Regions from separate parts of the Macaca mulatta genome. Here region 2 is linked to region 1. A link is a contact called in public Hi-C data. All regions are on one chromosome and are shown on one strand. Each heading gives the region's core, a stretch centred on a gene start, on an enhancer-like site or on the middle of the called end of the contact. The rest is flanking DNA. Distances are from core to core; before and after follow the strand shown.

The links. Hi-C and Micro-C count contacts between places; a contact is called where the count stands out from the background.
Region 2: a Hi-C map of fetal cortical plate shows a contact between it and region 1, with 2.2 times the contacts expected there. The contact joins the enhancer-like site here to the promoter of GLIS1 in region 1. A contact is called at or near these places in 3 of 14 Hi-C or Micro-C datasets (fetal cortex germinal zone, fetal cortical plate and fibroblasts).

What each region holds. Positions count from the first base shown.
Region 1 is chr1:186,868,214-186,875,415 of T2T-MMU8v2.0, forward strand. It overlaps GLIS1 (GLIS family zinc finger 1), which reads left to right and starts at 4,700. Exons shown (of 10, transcript XM_077956063.1): 1 at 4,700-4,813; 2 at 5,806-6,106. The coding sequence starts at 5,848.
Region 2 is chr1:187,126,167-187,133,368 of T2T-MMU8v2.0, forward strand. No RefSeq gene overlaps it. Among named protein-coding and RNA genes, the nearest start is that of DMRTB1, 28 kb to the right of the region's middle. Within about 2 kb of position 4,040, at least 8 of the 40 cell types and tissues checked have an H3K27ac peak or open chromatin away from gene starts, as enhancers often do. A contact at or near this core is called in fetal cortical plate, where this site is marked.

The DNA.
Region 1 (7,202 bases), core at 3,450-5,949:
AATTCCACTGCCAACTCCAAGATCAAGAAAATTTACTCCTAAAAATTATTTTTTTGGAAAGGTTTACCTCTGTGTTTTCTTCTAAGCATTTCATGGTTTTAGCTGTTACATTTAGGTCATTGGTCCATTGTGAATTACTTTTTGAATAAGATGTGAGATGGGATCCAACTTCATTCTTCTGCAGGTGGATATCCAGTTGTCCCAATACCATTTGTGGAAGAGACGATTCTTTCCTCAATGAGTGGCCTTGGCATTCTTATTGAAAATCAATTGGCCGTAGATGTATGGGAGGCAGACGCTCTTGACTGTGGGAACTTTGGGAGGTCACTTAATTTTGAACTTTTATCTTCTCACCTGTAAAATAGGGATGATAACCTCTTTATCCCAGAGCTGTCAGGATTAAGTGAGATCACATATGGAGAGTGTCAACCATGGTACATGGTAGGTTCCCCATTGAATGTTAATTCTTCCCTTGCTGCAAGAAACAGAGGCAGGGGTAAGCAGTGTAACATCTACCACCTCTCTTCCTTCTCCTTCCTCATGTCTCCTGGACACGGGACACCTTAGAGACAGAAATGTCTATTTTTACCTCAACCATTTGCTGAGTGAATGCTTACACCCCTGAACAAAGACAGTGAGGCGAGAGGTCTTGATAGGGTGGGGAAGCTCTTAGCTAGAAATGTAGGCAAGCAAATGAATTAGTGGTGAGTCTTTAATAATTCAATCAGCATTCAGTAAACATTTACCTACTTTGTGCAAGAATCTCCTCTAGGTTCTGAAGATAGAAAGGCAAAAGGCTGCCCCTGACCTCACAGAGGTCTCATTCTAGAGGTGGTTGGTGGGGGGGACAGGCTGTTACATAGGCAGTTACAAAACTGTAAGAAGTTCTCAGAATAAAGCAGAGCATTGTGAGAGTGTGCAGGGAGAAAATAGCTATAGCCCCCTCGAGGATTCAGGGAAGGCTTGTGGGAAAGGACACTTGGGCTGGGTATTCATAGGAATAGGAAGTATTATAGGAATAGGAAGTATAGGTATATTAAGAATACCTAAGTATTCCTATAGGTATTCATAGTAAGAAGCAGGCAAGGTGAATAAGGGGAGAAAGTATTAGCAAAGGAGAAATCATATACAGAGCTATGAAGGCATGAATATATGTTCCTGATTCTAGGAGATGAAAACTATTCCAAGGTGCTTGGAACATAGGGTAGGGGTGGGAGCAGGGTAAGAAAATGGTTTGATTTTATTTAGCTGGCAATTGGGAGCTATGAGATTTAAACAGGGAAGTGCCATGGTAAGATCTACATTTTTATTTATTTACTTATTTATTTGAGACAAGGTCTCTCTCTGTCACTTAGCCTGGAGTACAGTGGTATGATCATAGCTCACTGCAGTCTCAAACTCCTAGACTCAAGGGATCCTCCATCTCAGCTTCTTGATTAGCTGATATTACAGGTGCAGGCCACCATGCCTGACTATTTTTTATTTTATTTTTTTATAGAGACAAGGTCTTGCTATGTTGCCCAGTCTGGTCTCCAACTCCTGGCCTCAAGTGATCCTCCTGTCTTGGCCTCCCAAAGTACTGTGATTACAAGTGTGAGCCACTGTGCCCAGCCAGATCTATACTTCAGAGACCGATAAGGAGACCAGTGTGGAAAATCACTAACTGGGAGGAGGATGAGAATGGAGGCAAGAACTTGGAAGAAATGTAGTAGTGAGGATGGAGAGGAGGAGGAGTGTTAGTTGAATTTATGACAAGTCAGATATAGGAGTATGGGAGCAGAGGGGCTGAGGATGACTCAGATTTCTGAATTGGGTGAGTTGACCATGGGGCTGTTCACCCAGGTAGGGACACAGGAGTGAGGAGCAACGTCAGAGATGAAAAAATGATGTTCAGTTTTGCAGATGGATCCTGATAGAGATATCCGGTAGACAGACTGTCTGTGGGACTGGGAGGGCAGAAGAGAGTGTGAGTTGTAACATGGGTTAGTGTAAAAAGTAGACATTACTGTCTACTAGCCTGCTAAAGTGAGAAGCAGTTTACTTTGCTTCACTTTATTTTGTTTTTGACAATTGAAATACTGAGTTTTATTTGAATACCAAAATTATAAAGGAAAAAAATGCAGCACATAATCCCACTGCTCAAATAACCCCTATTGAAAGAAAGGGAGGGGCTGGGCACGGTGGTTCACGCCTGTAATCCCAGCACTTTGGGAGGCCAAGGTGGGTGGATCACAAGGTCAGGAGTTCGAGACCAGCCTTGCCAATATGGTGAAACCCTGTCTCTACTAAAAATACAAAAATTAGCTGGGCATGGTGGTGCCCGCCTGTAGTCCCAGCTGCTCCGGAGGCTGAGGCAGAAGAATCACTTGAATCCGGGAGGCAAAGTTTGCAGTGAGCTGAGATTGAGCCACTGCACTCTAGCCTGGGCAACAGAATGAGACTGTCTCAAAAAAGAAAAAAAAAAAAAGAGGGAGAATAATATATACTTAGAAAATACAAATCGGTTCAGACAAGTATAAAACTGAAAAGTGCAGGCCTTCCCTCAATCCTCTATTCCCTTAACCACTGTTAACAGTTTCTTGTGTTTCCTTTGAGGAAAAATAAAAGCATATACCTACTAGATTCTGAATATCCCCAAAGGGGTCCTGCCATCTACAGTGTTGAAGAGGTCTGTTTTATTGAGCATATTAAACTTCTCATCACTTTGCCAGCCTTCGCAAACCCACCTATTTTGGTGAGGAGGACCTGTGAGTTCACTGAGGGAAAGGGGAGGGGGCGGGTTCTGTGTTTCTGTGTTGCTAGCTCAGGTATAGGGGCTGGCCCAGGGTGAGTGCTCAAAAGAATAATGGAAAGAGCTGTTTCTTCATTTGGAAATTTGGAGGGCCTTTGCTTTCAGGTCCAGTTGGTTAAGTGACTCATTCAGCAAATGTTTTCAGAGTCCCAACTAAATGTGCAGGGCAGTGCTTGTTGTGTGTGTGTGGCGGGGGTGGGGGTGGAGGGAGGGCAGAGGACTTGGATCCTGGCCTTACTGAAGAGAAGAGCAGAACTAGAAAGGCCAGAGGTCTTCCAACTTCATGCCTTTGGAGGGGGAAGCTGAGGTCCAGAGTGAAGTTACCATTCGTCTAGAATGGCTTGTTGGCAGCAGAACTAGCTGGGACTCCACAAGAGTGTGTGGAGGTGGGGGGAGGGGTGCTGGCACTGAGTGAGGCACAACCCTTGGCCTGTATGTTATGGGCATGGTTGATTTACACCCTCTGCCTGTGAGCAGCAGAGTGGTTGGTACTGGAGGAAGAGCATCGCCTGGAGTCAGGAAGCCTGGATTCCCCGGCTCTGCCACCCCCCACCACATTGACACAGGCCAGTCACATCCCTTCTCCTCTGAATGGAGGGTGGGTCTAACTAAAACCTCAAAGTCTTTCTTACTATTATTACTCTAATTGTTAGATACTATTTTAAACACATTATAAGAAATCCAATTTTATGATTTTGAAATTCTAAAATTCTGGTTTTCCAGGATTCTGAGGATGCTGCCTGGGGTCAGTTATTCTGTGCAGAGTCCTGTGCTATGAAGTTGACATGTTGTGTAGTCCAGAGGGGCGCCATATACATTTTTCAGTTTGAGACCAAGGCCAAAGGGACCAGACTTCAAAGGAGTTTGAAACCAGTCAGGACCCTTGGAGCCAGCCCAGACCACCAGCAAACAGTGCACAGGAGGCACCTAGGTGAAATGGAGAAACCATTTCAGGGCTTGGCTGGATCCTTCGGTAGCCATGGCAGGTAGACCAGGCCTAGGCGAACACTCCCATTTCACACGGGAGGACTCAGGCTCAGAGCGGGGAACTGAGCCATTGCTTCCAGGTGCTGTGAAGCCTTACTGTTCTTTGTCCCATGCTCTTCCTACACGTTGGGCAGGGCCCCCCGAGACACTGCTTGCTGTCTGTGGGGGGATCCCAGAAGGCAGGGCAACAGGATGTACCCCTAGAGTGGGTCTCAATCCCCAGATCTGTAAGGATATCCTGGGAGCTCGAAAGCCTAAGCGCTGGGGGCCTCTTCCCCCAGACTCAATTGGAATATTTCCTAGTTGGGATCAGGCATCATTTTTTATCTTTAACTTCAGAGTCTGACACCTTTTACCCTGGACTCTTTCCAGCGGAAAAACACAAAAACAAACTTAAGAAAGTGGGCTGAGAGGCCTGGGTTTGGGTCCCAGATTTGCTGCCCACTCGCTGTGAAATCTCCACAAATTCTCCAGTGAGCGGGTTGGATTCTGCAAGAAAACTTTTCAAGCACTTTCGCATCTGTGCGCTTCGCGTTAGCAGATAGTGCCATTCCCATCTGATGGAGGAGAAAACCGACTAGGAGAAGGGAGGATCCTGTCCGGGGCTAGTGGAGAGGCGGGCAGGGAGCCTGGTTGAGCCCGGCGCTCCTCACGCCCAGCGCACTCCGCCGACTCCCAGGCCCAGCCTCTTTCGTCGCGGCGCCGCCCCGCGGTCCTGCCCGGCTCGGCCGCCCGAGAGGCGCGGGCACCGCGGGGCTACAGCCCGCCGCAGCCTGTCAAACCCTCCGCTCAGCCCCGCGCCGGGCCCCGCCCAGACCCCCAGGGGGGATGCCCCGCCCTCGCGCCACGATTGGCCTGGGTGGCGCGGCCGCGGCCAGCCAGTGGCTGGAGCAGCTGTCGGGCAGACGCGGGCCCGCCCCCGTCCCCCGGGGAACCGCCCCGTAGGACGCGGCGGCGGCGGCGGCTGCTGGGGCTGCGGCGCCAGTGGAGGCGCGCTGAGCCGGGCGCCCAGCGATCTGCAGCTGCAGCTGCGAGGTGAGAGGGGGCGCGGCCCGCGGCCGAGGGAGGGGCGGGTGCGGGGCCCGAGATCCGAGGCTGGCGTCCCGGCGACGCTCGAACCCCGGCAGCTTGGGGATGGCGCTGGGAGTGCGGACGGGAACGGAGAGTTTGGGGCCCCTGACTGAAGGGCCGAGGCTCCGGCGCGGCCCCCTCTCACGCGCGTGTGGCAAGAGCGTGGGACGGGGTGGTAGTGCGCTGCCGAGCGTCTGACCAGTGGCAGTGTGGGTGGCGTGTACGTCTCCGGGCGTGCCTCGACGGGCGTGCGGGTGTGTGGCGGCGGCCGCGTGGGCATTGCCCACTGTGCGGGTTTGCGCGCGCGACGGGCTCGATTCCTCCGCTGCGCATGGGAATGTGGGTGTCCCGGCTGCGCGTGATGGGTTCGCGTCGCTGGATTCAGCGCCCATCCTGGGACTGGCGTTTTCCCGGTTCAGGTGGTCGCGGGTGAGTCTCTGGGGGTTTCCCCCGGGCCTTTGGGTTCGAGTCCGCAGCCTCCGCGCGCAGCTCGGCCCCGGAGCCTCGACGAAGCGCGCAGCCAGTGACACAGCCGGAGCCGTCTCCGGGGCTTCGCTCGAGTTCTTCTCTGGGAATCCTCGTTGCCGCCGGCTCCCTGTTCCACTTGGGGACAGGGAAGAGGCGCGCTACCAGCTCCAGGCCTCAGTTTCACCATTCGTGGAAAGGAGGCTGGTTTCGGTGGAGGCGGATTTGGGTGGGACTTCTCGGTAATGCGCCGCGGCGCGGGGGCCTGGGGTCTTCAGCGCACCTGGGAAGGGCGAACCGCTCCTGAGTGAGGGGGCTTTTGCGTGGGATCAGGTGGGTTTGACCTCTGATTGGGCTAGGTGTGGTGGCGCTAACCTATGTTAGAGACGCGGAATCCACGGAAGGGGCAGTGACCTGCTCAAACTCGGCCCCGGGACGAGACGGGGGCCGCTTTCCGCATTCTAACACGCTGTGCTGTCTCCCCTCCCCAGGAGCCCGGCGCGACCCCCAGCCGTGCGCCCCGCCCCGGCGCCATGCATTGCGAGGTGGCTGAGGCACACTCGGACAAGAGGCCCAAGGAGGCCCCCGCTGCGCCCGGCCCCGGCCGCGGCCACGCCAGCCTCGGTGCGCACATGGCCTTCAGGGTCACCGTGAGTGGCGGCGGCTGCGCGGACAGGGGCCCGCGGGACCTGCTAGCCCGGCCTCCCGCACCGCCACCGCGCTCCCACGACCTCCTCCGGCCCCGGAGCCCCCGAGACTACGGTCCATCCAAGGCCGCTGCCGCCGGGAAGGGTGAGTCCGGCCCTGACAACGTGCCTGGCGGCTCCTGTGGAGATTCGGGCTGCCTGGCTTCGCCACCGCGTGCTCGGGAGAACTTAGTGGAACTTTCTTCTGAGTTCCTCAGTTTCTCTCTTATTGTTTGGGACTAGCTTGTCAGTCTGAAAGTATGCCTGCTTTGCGAAGCATCTAATTTAAACTCAGCCCCGTTTGGGCAAATGTGTTTGTAGAAAGCTCTCAGCTTACATAATTTTGCTTCTGTATGTTTCTGATAAAGCTTGCATAGAAACTTGTCAAAATTTTATTATATATGAGGGCGAATAGCAACACATATATTGGTGTCTGTTTCTGAGCAGCTCAAGGCATAGTTTGAAGTATTTCAATCTTCTTAACTAACAAAACCCAGAGGCCTTTAGCAAGATCTCCTTTTGGGACCTCAGTTTCCCCATCTGTCAAGTGAGGAATTAATTAAACCAGATGATTTCTGGATTCCTGAGGGAAAATTTTCTGCATCAGCAATCCAGCCTGGGTCACGTCCTAACTTAAACATGACTTTTCTGTACTTGGTGCTTCGGCAGCCTAGTCTTGGATCACAAGCTCCTTGGCAAGCCCCTTCGTCCCCCAGTGAAGCTGGCCACGGAAGGTGGAGGTCCCAGCATGGCTTATGGGCTCAAAGTCAGAGATGGTGCTGGGATTTTCAGGAACACGCTCTTCTCATCACAGTTAATTATTATTGAGTCATTATTTATGAGTTTCGTGCTGACAGATAATTAACCAGGAATTGGAGAAATTGTTAAGATGCCGTGTCCTCGTCCTCCCCGTTTTTTTCCCTTAGGGAAAACCAAGGCTTTGGGGTTTGACTATCGGCATTTGGGACCTCTTGGTTCTCTTTCCAAATGATTTTCAAGGAAGACAAAAACAGTTTGGGTTTTATGGTTATAGGCACCACTTCCTAGCATCAGCCCCACAACTCAGAAGAGGTAGGCAGCCTGCTTTTAGAGTTGAGAGCTCCTCGTGGATCAAAAACAGCCAACTCCCTGGTTCAGGGATTAGTAAAATGAAATAAACATAAGCAGTTTTTTTCTTTTTTAAAGAAAACACTCGACTTTAT
Region 2 (7,202 bases), core at 2,790-5,289, 260 kb after region 1:
GGGAGGTGGGGGACAGGGTGGAGTAAAAAGAGGGGGCTGGGTTGGTTGACAGTCAGTGTAGGAGCTATTAGACTCCCTGGGGACCCCCGAAAACCAAGCAGCTAGTCCTCCCTCCGCCACTCACATCCCACTCCCAGAAGACCAGCAGATAGATGATGGTTTATCCTTCACAGAAACTGGACCAGAGGGGATTCTGATGCAGAAACACCAAGTGGCTATTTGGACAGGAAGGTGGAGATGCTTCTCTGGAAAAAGTGGCCTCTAGAAATGGGCATTTTGAGCCCACCCCAAGAAGCTGACTTGCCACTGGGTCACCCCAGTGAAGCTCATCGTCAACAAGCCTCACCACTCCAGTCAGGTGCACAGAGGCTTTTTAGTGTCTCGCTCTTATACCAGTCATCTGCCAAGGATCACCAGGAACAAACAAACCAACCAACCCTGGGGGAAACAGATAATGCAGGCAGCAGAGAAAAACCAAAACCAACAAACAGAAAAGACAACTGTAATTATAGCTCAGATAAAAAGTTTGAAAGTAAGAGAGTAAGCACATAAATGAAAAATAGAGAAAAATTAATGAGAAAGTTTGAATATCAATCCAGGAAGTCAGTATCTGATGAATAAAAGTTCCCAGCTGGGCACGGTGGCTCATGCCTGTAATCCCAGCACTTTGGGAGGCCAAGGCAGGTGAATCACCAGGTCAGGAGTTCAAGATCAGCCTTGCCAAGATGTTGAAACGCCATCTCTACTAAAAATACAAAAATTAGCTGGGCGTGGTGGTGCGCACCTGTAATCTCAGCTACTTGGGAGGCTGAGGTAGGAGAACCCGGGAGGCAGAGCTTGCAGTGAGCCGAGATCATGCCACTGCACTCCAGCCTAGGCGACAGAGCAAGACTCCATTTAAAAAAAAAAAAAATCGTTCCGGAAAAGGGGAAAAGAGACAATGGAAGAAAGAATGTTATCAAAGAAGCAACAGACGAAAAATGTTGAAAACCAAGGGATGTAAGCCACCAGCTTGACAGGGCTCACTGAGTGCCCAGTGCCACGAATTAAAAGGGCCCCTGCCAAGGGATGAAGGAGGGATCCTAAAAGGAGAAGGAAGAGGAGAAAAAGAGAGCCTCTTACAAAAATATGGAACAGTATCTCATCACATTTCTCAGAGCAACACTGGAAGATAGAAAACTGTAGAGCAAAAGACTTAAAATTTCTTAGTGAAAGCAATTTTTAATCTAGGATTCTATGCCCCGCTGAATTATTAATCAAGGGTGAGCATAGAATAAGGAATTTTCAGACATGCGAAAACAACAAAAAAATAGTTTTCTTTTCTTCTTCTTCTTTTTTTTTTTTTTTTTTTTTTTTTTTTTTTTTTTTTTGAGACAGGGTCTTACTCTGTCACCCAGACTGGAGTGCAGTGGCACGATCTTGGCCCACTGCAGCCTCCACCTACCAGGCTCATGAACCTCCCACCTTAGCCTCCCCAGCAGCTAGGATTACAGACGTGCACCACCACGCAATTTTTGTTTTGTTTTGTTTTGTTTTGTTAGAGACAGGGTTTCACCATGCTGTCCAAGCTGGTCTCTAACTGCTGAGCTCAAGCGATCCACTCGCCTGGCCTCCCAAAGTACTGGGATTATGGCTATGAGCCACCGCATACCGCCAAAAAGAAGCATTTTCTAATTTTTTTCAAAAAGTTATCAGAGGAAAGCTCCTCTAAACTGAGGAAATAAGCCAAGAACTCTTGTAAACAAGGACCCCAGTGCAGGATAGCGGCAAGGAGAGTCCAGGTGGACAGCTGGGTTGCAGGAGCGGAGGGCTGGTCCAGGGCTAGCGGAGCTGGATGCTTGGATGCATTGGCTGGTGTGAGAGTGATGTGAGAGGTGCTGGACATCGCTATTAGAAGGGCTGGGGAAGAATTAGCAATAGACACGTAGACAGCTAGGCCAGTGAGAAAACAGGCAATTATTAATTTCAGAAAACGGTAAAAGCATGAGGAAAAGAAACTAATCAGATTACAGTACTTGAATTAGTAAATATTTACATAGTCATGACAACATAAATCCAGAATATCGATTTAGTGTGAACGCATGTGCTCTGACTACCAGGAGCTGGGGAAGAGGAAGTGTGGGAGCGTTGGGAGAAAGGCAGGTTCCCACTGCCCTGCCCGGGAAGCCCATGGAAACATCTCTTGGAGGAGCCGAGCGAGAAACAGCATTTTTAACATGCTGGACTGAGGTATGAAAGGGAAGACAGAAGCAGCTTGAGGACTTGAGCAGCTGCCTCTGGAAAGTGGAACTGGGTTGGAACTGGTTGAGATGGGGATAATTTGAGGACTATTGGTTTTCTTTATTGGCCAATAGTTCCGTTAGATTTTTTGAAACAATGTGTTTATATTACTTTAAGAAAAATAAACGTGAATGATCAGTAGGTATAATTAATCCATCCTGGCAGAGAAGACACGGAGGCTCAACAAATCTAAGGGACTCGCATGAGACCCTGGCATGGCCATGTCAGGATGGCGCCGGAGCCCTCCACTGCCAGGCCACTCTTGGTGCCAGTGACCAGAAGCATGATGGCCGGAAAGATGAACACTGGAAACTTCCCACACTGACTCTCAAGAGGCAAGTCCGCTTGACCCTCCAACCCTGGAAGAACAGCTTTTAAAAAGTCCCATCCAGGTACAGTATGGCTGATGAAGTCAGCTGAGTTCAGAAGAAACGTATGACCATAATTTGTATTTATTTGATTCGAAAGCTTTACTTTCAAAGATAGGGATAAATATGGGACCAGGGGAAATTCTTCTCAATGATCGTGAATTCCCAGGCCACAAAGCAGGGAAGACGATTTCCATAATATTCCACCTTATTCTGTACGTGTTTCCAGGCAGCCTTTGATGCTGCAGTTTAGAAAGCAGCCCAGAGCCTCTTGCTCTAAAACAAATCAGCTGCCCCCCGCCTCCCCTTCCCGCCCCACCGCCTCCCCTTCCCGCCCCACCGCCTCCCCTTGCCCACCGCCTCCCCTTCCCCACCGCCTCCCTCCCCATTTCCACCGAATTTTGCAACCTCAGTTCCCACTCACCCTACTCCATTGCCTCCTTTCCAACCTGCATTCCAGTGGGGACAGCTCGACACTAGAGTATGGTGTTCGGGGGGTGCCAGGGCTCCTGCCAGGAGTAGGTTCACAGAATTCACCAGCCATGGGGGTCCTCAGGATGGTGAGAGACTTTCAAGTAAAAGGACAGTTGCAGAGCTCTGTGAGACATGCCCAGGCTCTCCCAGCCCCAATTTAAGTTCAAAGGCCTTGGTGAGGGCTCCGCCCCTCCGTACCTGAGCCCTGGCCCTCCTCCTGTCACGGTGCCTTCTCCCTGACTCTGCTCTTTTCAGCCTTGCCTCTTGCTTCCAGGCCTTTGTCCGTGCTGTTCCCTCCGTCTGGAGCACTCCTCCGTCGAGCTTCCCAGGTGCAATGATCATATTGCACTCATTGCTTGCTACAGGTGAGCGTCTCCCCTCTAGCCTGTGAGTCTCCCGCAGGCTGGACCAGTTGTAAATTCTCTCTGAGCGCCCTGGGCATAGCAAGGGCCCCCATGTAGTGGGAGTGGATTGATGCCTGTTAAACAAAGGAAGAAAGGGATAAATGTGACTTTGGGGCTTGGCAGCAGCAGTCCAGCCTTGTGCCCTGGACAAGCTACCTTCATCTATAGAGTGACTTCTCACAGGGTTGTCTCACACCCCAACCCCACCTTCAGATCCACTTGGAGCAACTACTCCAAACGCAGATTCCTGGCCTCCCCTGAGAGCTTCTAACATTGGAAGCCCTGCACCAGGGCTGCATTTGGACTCAATGCTCTCCCTGTGAGGAGACTGCCTTCTACTGGGCTGGTTTGTGTATCTGCAGCTCCTAACCCTGGTCCCATGCGGTTTCTGCCTCGGCACTCACAGCAAGTAGAGAAGAAACAGCCCACCCTAGCCCCAGAGCCCAGAGCGCAGCCTTCCCGGCAGCAGGGATTTTCAGGCAGGTGAGCGTGAAAGCATGCGGTGGCCTGTGCCTCAGTTTCCTCAGCAACACAGTCCTGGTGACTTCCCAGGTGCTCGTGGAGGTCGGGCTGGTGAATAAACATCTTCGGAGCTGGGAGGCAGCCTTGCAGGCAAGCGCACTCACGGGGCCCCACGGGGCATGGGTGGGGCCCGGCAGGGAGGCACAGGCCCCGTGGGCCCTCTCTCAACCCGTGCCTCCCACCCACCCCTCCACTTCCACACCACCCGGGTGAGGAGGGCACCACCATGGACCAATGGAAACGGGGGCCTAGAGGGCACCGGCAGGACTCGCCGCTAGTCTCTGGCAGAGGACAGGAGAGACCCTACTTCATGGAAACTCAGATTGTCATCACAGCTCACATCCCCTTGGAAACACATCGAGTTGAGACTAGAGCGTCCCGGTCTCCGCTCAGAGGAGGCCTTGGGCTGGGTCCTGGCTCCCCCTCGCGGCCGCTCCTTTGCCTTCCCCACAAACACCTGGCCATAAATAAACCAAGTCGTCAGGGAAGATCAGAACCGAAGGAACCCTGGAGGCTGCTGATCCCCACTGGCCCCGACAGACCCCTTCCCTCACCTGCTCCTCCCTATTTCTGTCCTCCTAGTCATAGTCTAATTTGTAAAGGATGTGTTGACACTCACTTGTCTCTTCCCACCTCATGATCACTCCAACACCCTTCTTGTTCTCTTTAGTGCCACTCTCTCAGCCCACTACCCGGAACCCAGGCCCCTCCCGCCTGTCCTGGCTTTCTTTTCATCCCCCAGCTGCCTCCTTTTCAGGCTCCAGTCCCTGTCCACAGGCACCCTGCCCCTTAGGACTGCACACCACATCCGCGCGGACAGCACCTCCTCTCCAACCCCAGGGCGGGTGCCCTCCTGAACTCAGCCCCAGGAAGCTGCCCTCCACCCCTCCTGCAGCTGCTCATAGACATTCCTGTTCAGCACCCCCAAAGCCCTTCTCCTACTTTCCCATCTCAGCACCTCACCCACTTGGGCCGGAGATCCAGGCGTTGTCCTGATTCTTGGCTGATACTTCCCAAAGAAGGGGTCTCACAGGCTCCAAATGGCACCTGGGTCTCCAGAGCCAGCTCAGCAGAGAGCACATCTCATCCCTGTGAGCTGGCTGCATACGCTGGGTGTGCGGGGTCTCCCGGAGGCAGAGGCGAGTGGGACAAAGTGAAACTGTGTCCTCCTGACCAACAGACAGGGATGGGATCTGGCCCTGCCCAGGCCTGGCGTGGCTTCACCATACACTGTGTCTGCGCTCCCTGGACTCCAGCTCCTTCTGCCTGGGACACCCTTCTGTACAATACTAACACCGTCTTGTTCCTTGAGGCCAAGCCCATGCGTCATTTTTTGGGATGCATTCACTGATGCCCAGGTTGGCAGCCTCTAAGGCAGCCCATTAGCCCACGTGACCTGGCCCCTGCCTCTCAGCCCTGGGGAGTTTTTATTAGCTCCTCAAATATGAAAACCTGGCTCCCACCTCAGAGCCCTTACACATGCCACTTTTTCTGCTGGGACCCACCTTTGTCTATCCTGTCCCTGGTTTCCACCCAGGAAATCTTCTCCGCCTCTTCCAGCAGACCAGGGTCCTCCCATGTCCCCCAGTTCCAGTCTCCCTGAATCCCAGTGCTGCTCCTCAGGGCTCAGTCTGTACACATCTGTCTCCTACAGAAATAATGCTAACCCTTCCCAGCACCTGCTTTCCCACTGAGGCGTAAGCACTTTGCATACATTCATCCTTTATCACATGCCTTAACCCCATCGTTCTCCTTGTTTACAGATGGGGAAGTGAGGTCCTGTGTCCTCCATCCAAGGCCTGAGTCGAGCACACAATCTGTGCCAGGAAGGGCTTCCCGACCCAGAGGTCTGACAGAACAGACGCCTCCAAATCTGGTTTAAATGGAAAGCAGCCTCAGGGCTGCTCCCACCCCTCCCAGCCTTGGATGAAGGCCGGGCAGCCCCTTTCATGCTGTTTATTCTTTTGAACAAATTGTGAGTTTTACAAGATATCCAAGGCCTGTGGTGGCAAACACATGTTCCCATGGTGAGAATCATTGGACCTGCTGGGCACAGGGCTGTGAGTGCAGCCGAATGGACACCCAGGCCCCTCCTGCCCCTGCTCTGCTGCACCTGGACCCCCTTGAGCAGGGTCACATCCTAGCTGCCCCATGGACCACTTCAGAGAGAGGACACAGTTCCTCTACCCCACCCTGGTGTCCACTTCACACCCCTGGCTCTCACATTCACAGGCCTGACCCCCTCCCACCTCTGCAGAGGCCGCAGCCTCACAGCAGCCCAGGAAAGGGCACTGCTATCATTCCACTCGCAGAGAAGCCGGCTTATAGAGGGGAGGTAACTGGCCCAAGGTCACACAGCTGGGTGGGGGAGAAGCTGCGAATTAGAACTCAGGTCTCCTGGCTCCAAAGCTGGTGCTCCCCATAACAACATCATCTATGCCATCAAGGTCAAGAAAGCAGAAAGATCTGTGTCCCTTGTGCCCGGCGTGTTGCCCTGCATTTACAGTGAAAAAGCCAGAAGTGCTTGGAGGCAGAAATGCTGCATTCCAGGCCTGGCTCTTCTCCTCGGGAAGTCACTCACCTCCCCAGGCCTTGGTTTCCCCTTCTGAAAACAAGGAGGATGAACCCGCACTCTGTAGCCCGCTGGCTGAGTGGCTTCAGGCACTCACCTTCCCCAGCTCACGCCGCTCTGGATGGTGCCTGTCAGTAAAAAGATTCTTCACATCTTCCTTCCACCACTTTTGCAGGTAGCCCTCAGAAGCCTCCATAACAGCTGAGGATGTTTTAATCTAACGTGCATTCTCCAGCCAGAACTTTGATTTTCAAAATAAAGTAACAAGTGCTCCCCAAAAACTGTGAAACTATATAAAGACTCAAAATGAGCAACCCCCTCTTTCCTGAGGGCCATATTTGGGGAGAACTGCTTGCTTCATATTGAAGCACATGCAGTAGCTGCCCTTCCTCAAGGGCCTGGGGGAGCGCTCTGGCTGCCAGAGGCCTCCTTTGGGGCTTGGATCCGAACACACTTTGAAGCCTGGGGCGTGTTCGGGCCTCCTTGGCATGACATTCAAGGCCTTCCTGCATCTGCTCTCCAACCATTTCCAACACACCTCTCGCCCCACCCTCTCACCCTGTGCTCCAGCCACATCTGCTG